2 separate regions of the Sus scrofa genome follow, and region 2 is linked to region 1. The links are chromatin contacts, called in public targeted proximity ligation maps. All regions are on one chromosome and are shown on one strand. The core of a region is the stretch at or near the end of the contact, and the rest is flanking DNA. Distances in the headings are between cores, read along the strand shown.

Evidence for each region.
Region 2: a contact with region 1 is called in a targeted proximity ligation map of alveolar macrophages. A contact is called at or near these places in 1 of 5 promoter capture datasets (fetal skeletal muscle), 13 of 47 Hi-C or Micro-C datasets (blood, brain, embryonic fibroblasts and 6 more) and 2 of 2 datasets of targeted methods (alveolar macrophages and skeletal muscle).

What each region holds. Positions count from the first base shown.
Region 1 is chr3:59,191,872-59,194,571 of Sscrofa11.1, reverse strand. VAMP8 (vesicle-associated membrane protein 8) reads left to right here and starts at 1,407. Exons shown (of 3, transcript XM_003354743.4): 1 at 1,407-1,823. The coding sequence starts at 1,821.
Region 2 is chr3:59,354,042-59,356,741 of Sscrofa11.1, reverse strand. All of the region lies in intron 3 of CAPG (macrophage-capping protein), which reads right to left. Among named protein-coding and RNA genes, the nearest start is that of CAPG, 20 kb to the right of the region's middle.

The DNA.
Region 1 (2,700 bases), core at 158-2,657:
AATTACTGAGATTTACAGGTATTCTCTCATAATAAGTCTTTGAAATCTGTGGGGGTTTTTTGTTTGTTTTGTTTTTAGGGCCACATTCATGGCATATGGAGGTTCCCAGCCTAGGGGTCTAATTGGAATACAGCTGCCAGTCTGTGCCACGGACACAGCAATGCGGGATCCGAGCCGCATCTGCAACCTATACCACAGCTAACGGTAATGCCGGATCCTTAATCCACTGAGCAAGGCCAGGGATTGAACCCGCAACCTCATGGTTCCTAGTTGGATTTGTTTCCATTGCACCACAAAGGGAACACCTGAAATCCGTGTGTGTGTTTCATTTACTCTTAAATCTCATCAGAGTTCAGACTAGCCACATTTCAAATGTTGAACAGCCACTTGTGGTCCAAGGCTACTGTACTAGACAGCAGCAAGTACAGATCAAAGGTTCTGACCTCCCTCTTCTTGGCCACATTGTAGCCTTTCTAAGGATGCTGAGGAGTCCAGGAGCCACATTCTCTGAAAGCAGGCTGTTACTATGCACCAAATTTCAGAGCTGCAGAAGATAATAATCTTATCTAATTGGAAGAAGGTTTCATTATAAATTAAAATTAAGGGTCTCAAAATGCTCCAGAGGTCCAAAATGTATGAGACTCTTTAAAAAAGCATTTGTCAGAGAAACTAACATTTCCCTCTTGGAACTGTTACCTCTTCTGGGATGGGACAGGAATGTTTGTTCCCTTCTGCACGTCCCTGTTATTGTTCTTCTGTCTTGATAAACACCATCCAGGAAGAGTGGATTTTCTCTGGCCTGGAGCCAGGTTGGTGGAAAAATCCTTTGCCCTGGGCCCCTTTTCCTGCTCCATAGGGCAGTCGTCTGACTGTTTCTGACAGGGCTCACCAACCCACATGGTGGCTCCTGAAGAGACGTACATGCAGGACTGTTGAACTCTGGAAGGAAAGGGGGGTTGGTGAGCCATCATTTCCTGATTCCAGCAGTGGGCAGCCCTTGGTTCCAGACACTGTGCTAGGCACATGCTATGTTCTATCCTTTTATTCCTCACCACCACCCTCTGAGGTCAGCGTCAGCACCTGCAAAACCCAGACAGGCAGAGGTTCACTCAGGGTCTGCAGCCTTCTGACACCAGAGCCCAGAATCCCAGCATTCCAGACTCTGGGGGTTTTAGTGCTTTCTACACTAAAACAGACTTGGGAGCAAGGTCTGTCCAGAAAGTGTTCATCTCTGCATCCTGTTCCCATGCGAACAAGGTGCTGAAAGTTGAGTTCAATCTCCAAGAATTGAGGGTCAGATATTCAGGACTTTAGAAAAAGAAGCGGGACTTCCCGCTGTGGTGCAATAGGATTGGCAGCGTCTCTGCAGCTCCAGGACGCAGGTTTGATCCCCAGCTCAGCACAGTGGGTTAAGGATCCAGCGTTGCCGCAGGCTGCTTTGGTCGGCTGGGAATTCCATGTGCCGTGAGGCGGCCAAAAAAAGCGGGAGGGGGAGGAGATGGCTGCCCTTTCTACGTCAGTAAACCTAGGAGGGCTGCCTGATCTTTTTTTCCCTGGTTCCTGATACGTGAGAAGAATTGTGGTGCCAGGGAGCCCTGTGGCTTTAAGCCTAAGCCCTGGCAGGGGAGGAGACTGGGAGGGCTGTGGAGGGTGCCCGCCTACCTGGGGAACCTGCGCGAGGTGTGGCCGGAGCGGCTCGGGATGCGAGGTGGGCGGGGGCGGGCTGAAAGTTGGACAAGCAGGAAGTGAACCGACGGCCGCCCGGGAGGAAACCGATTTAGGCGAGTTCTGCTGCCGCCAGGCCCCAGCCGCTCGGAGACATGGTGAGAGAGCTGGAGACTAAGAAGGGGCTGATTTCAAGCCCAGCCAGAGGGTTCGAGGGGGAGGGCTGGGGATCAGCAAAGGAAAGTTAGTGGCAAAGTCCAGAGGGCCGAGCCAGCGCTGTGGCCTGTCTTCTTTGACAGTTCGTCTGCAAATAGTTCGGAGCTGCCTTGGGCGGGTGTTCCTGCTCCTTCTTCGCTCCCTCCCTCCCCTGACCCCGGAGCCGGCCGGGAGGGGGGCTCCGGTGGGGGTGGGGGAGTCCTAATTCTTCTCCTTCTCCAGCCGGCGGGCCCGCGGGTGTTGTGACATTCCTGGGCAGCGCCTCTGCTGTTCCCGTCGCAGGTTCCAGCCCAGCGGCGGAATCCCCCTTGCCTTTCTCTCTATTCTTGTACAGAAACGCAAAGAATGTGTCTCTCCCCTGAATCCAAGGAATCTAGCTCATCTCCATTAACGTGAGGAAGAGAGCTAAGGGTTTGAAAGTCAGAAGTGGGTTTTCTGTGAGTGTCTCGTTTGGACCCACACCAGAAGTCTAGTGGGTCAGGGAGGGAGTTTCTCCCTCCCTGTTCAAAAACCTTATCATAAAGCCTGGGGATGAGGCATCAGGCCAGGAAGAACTTGCCCTCCATTTCCCCCAACGCCCAGGCTGCTGTTTTTATTTTATACTTGCTTAAGCAGGCAGTGGCGTGGTGCCGGCTCATGACGCTAAATGGTGGGGAAAGCAGAAGTTTGTGGCCCAACGGCTCTCTGGTGGGGCCTTGTGAGGGACTTGTAGCCTGGTGGCTGTTGTTCTGGGTCACAGCCATCAGGCTGCCCAGGAGGTCCGGAGAGAGAGGGAGAGTTGAGCTGGGTGAGGGTGGTCTGCGGGCTGGCACAGGCATT
Region 2 (2,700 bases), core at 7-2,506, 160 kb before region 1:
ATGCAAGCTATTCCATTTATAATGGACAAACAACAAGGTCCCATAGTATAGCACAGGGAACTATATCCAATCTCCGAGGATAGACCAGGATGGGAAATAATATTAAAAAAGAATGTATATAAATGTATGACTGAGTCATTTTGCTGTACAGCAAAAACTGGCACAGTATTGTAAAACAACTGCAATTAAAAAAATCAGGAGTTCCCCTTGTGGCTCAGTGGTTAATGAATCTGACAAGGAACTATGAGGACTCGGGTTCAATCCCTGGCCTCGCTCATTGGGTTAAGGATCCGGTGTTGCCATGAGCTATGGTGTAGGTTGCAGACGCAGCTCAGATCCCGTGTTGCTGTGGCTGTGGCATAGGCCGGCAGCTACAGCTCCAATTTGACCCCTAGCCTGGGAGCCTCCATATGCTGCGGGTGCGGCCCTAAAAGGACAAAAGATAAAAAGAAAAAAAAAGGAAAAAAAGAAAATCAGCAAATGCAGTATCCATAGCTTCACTCACTGTTTCCTATGTTCCCATTACTAAAGGGCTTCTTTCTTTGGCTGAAAATGCAGCGCCCACAGCAGCAAGCACTGCAACACAGTTCCTGCCGTGCAGCTGAACAGGAAGCCCCAGCAGTGAGTGCGAGAGAAGAGCCTGGGGAATTCCAAGGTTAAAAGGCAGGCTAGCAGAGTTCCTGTAGTGGCTCAGTGATAGTGGCTAGTATCCATGAGGACACAGTTCGATCCCTGGGCTTGCTCAGTGGGTTAAGGATCCAGCATTGCCCTGAGCTGTGGTGTAGGTGGCAGACACGTCTCAGATCTGGCGTTGCTCTGGCCATGGCACAGGCCAGCAGCTGCAGCTCCAATTCAGCTCCTAGCCTGGGAATTTTCATATGCCGTGGGTATGACCCAAAAAGACAAAATAATAATAATAAAAAAAAAGGCAAACTGGCACCATCAGGAGACTATTGGGGGCTGAGGAAGCAGGAAGGGCAAAGAGCAACCTTTGAGGGGTAGATGGGAGAACAAAAGGTGTGAGTCTGAGTAGGAAACAGGGAGAAACAGGAGCAGTGGTCATGGGTATCAAATCCCATGTGAAGTCTGACTTTCCCTCCCCTTCCTAATTCACAACAGAGCTGAAGGCGTTTTTTGGAATCACACTTCCCCAATGGGGGGAGGCAGGGAGGGGAACGTTTAATAGCTGGCCATCCCCCAGAGAGTCACATGCTGTGCCCACATCCCCTGCAACAGAAGACTCAGCCTGTGACTCAGGCCTCAAGTGGTGAGGTGGCCACCCCCAAGCCCAAGCCAGTGGGGAGAGCTCAGGGACAGAGGTGGTGTGAGCAAGAGAGCGGATGGTCAGCTGTCTGCTTTTTGTTCTGCGTTACTGACCTCAGGGCTCAGGCAGCAGCCCACAATAGATACAGGTGGGGCGAGAGCCACTGCAGTGTTTTGGTGAGAGGGGATGGCTGCCCGTCCCTCATCTCTCTGGCTCTCCAGCCTGGCTGCCTGTTAGCATTGCCTTGGGATCTTATAAAAACTAAAGACCCATGCCTGGCGATTTGGATTCCACATTGGATTCCGCATCTGCATTTTGAACTATGTTCCAGGTGGTTTTCTTGCTGCCAGGTAACTCTGTCCAGGACAGCATCTCACACCTGCCTCCATATTATTATTATTGTTTTTGGTCTTTTTAGGACCACACCGGATCCAAGCCACGTCTGCGACCTACACTGCAGCTGGTGGCAATGCTGGATCCTTAACCCACTGTGCGAGGCCAGAAATGGAACCCGCATCCTCATGGATCCTAGTCAGGTTCTTAACCTGCTGAGCCGTGACAGGAGCTCCCTGCCTGCACATTAGAGTCACTGGGGGACCTCAAAAAAAAAAAAAAAAAATCTCAATGCCCAGGCCACATACCAGACCAGTTAAAACCACTCTCCAGGGTGGAGCCTGGATATCAATGCTGGAGAAGTTCCAGGTGATTCTAACGCTGGCCCCCAGCCTTCTGCGTCAGGCTCTCCCAGGGGAGCACCCACCTGACATCTGACCTGTCACTCCTCCTCTCCCTCCAGCCCCTCTGCCCAAGCCCACAGCTCCTTAGGCTTCCTCGATGCTCACCTCTACCCTCACATCCATCAAAGCCCCACTACCCCTCCAGGCTCATTTCAAGCCGCAGCTGTCCCAGGAACCTTCCAGGACTTTCAGTGGCCTCAGCGCTCTGGGAGTTCTCCCAGCCCCGTCACCTGGGAGCAGACCCTTCTTCTGTTCCTGCTCACAGGCTGTCTTAGAGCACGGCCTGACAGGAGACACCCCCAGTACTCCTGCATTCCTCAAGCAGCCCATGACAGGGTCTCTTCAAGGTCTATGCTGGGAGCCCGGCAGTGGGCAGAATGAAGGGGGAGGGGCACAGACATGAAGAACAACCCGTGTAAGTCTCACTGGTCTAGCTGATAAGGGTAGTGAACCGGAAGCATCACATCTGAGGGACTGTAGACAAACTTCCCTTAGATGGGGACTGTCACAGAATCACAGACATCAGCATCAGAAGGGGCCTTAATACTCAGCTAATCCTACTCCACATCCGCATCCCAATATATACCCATTCACGCACAGCACAGAAGTCCCTTCTATACATCCCTCACCATCATCTTCTTGAATACCTCCGGTGATGGGGAACTTACCACCTCACAAGGCAGCTGCTTCTATACCTCT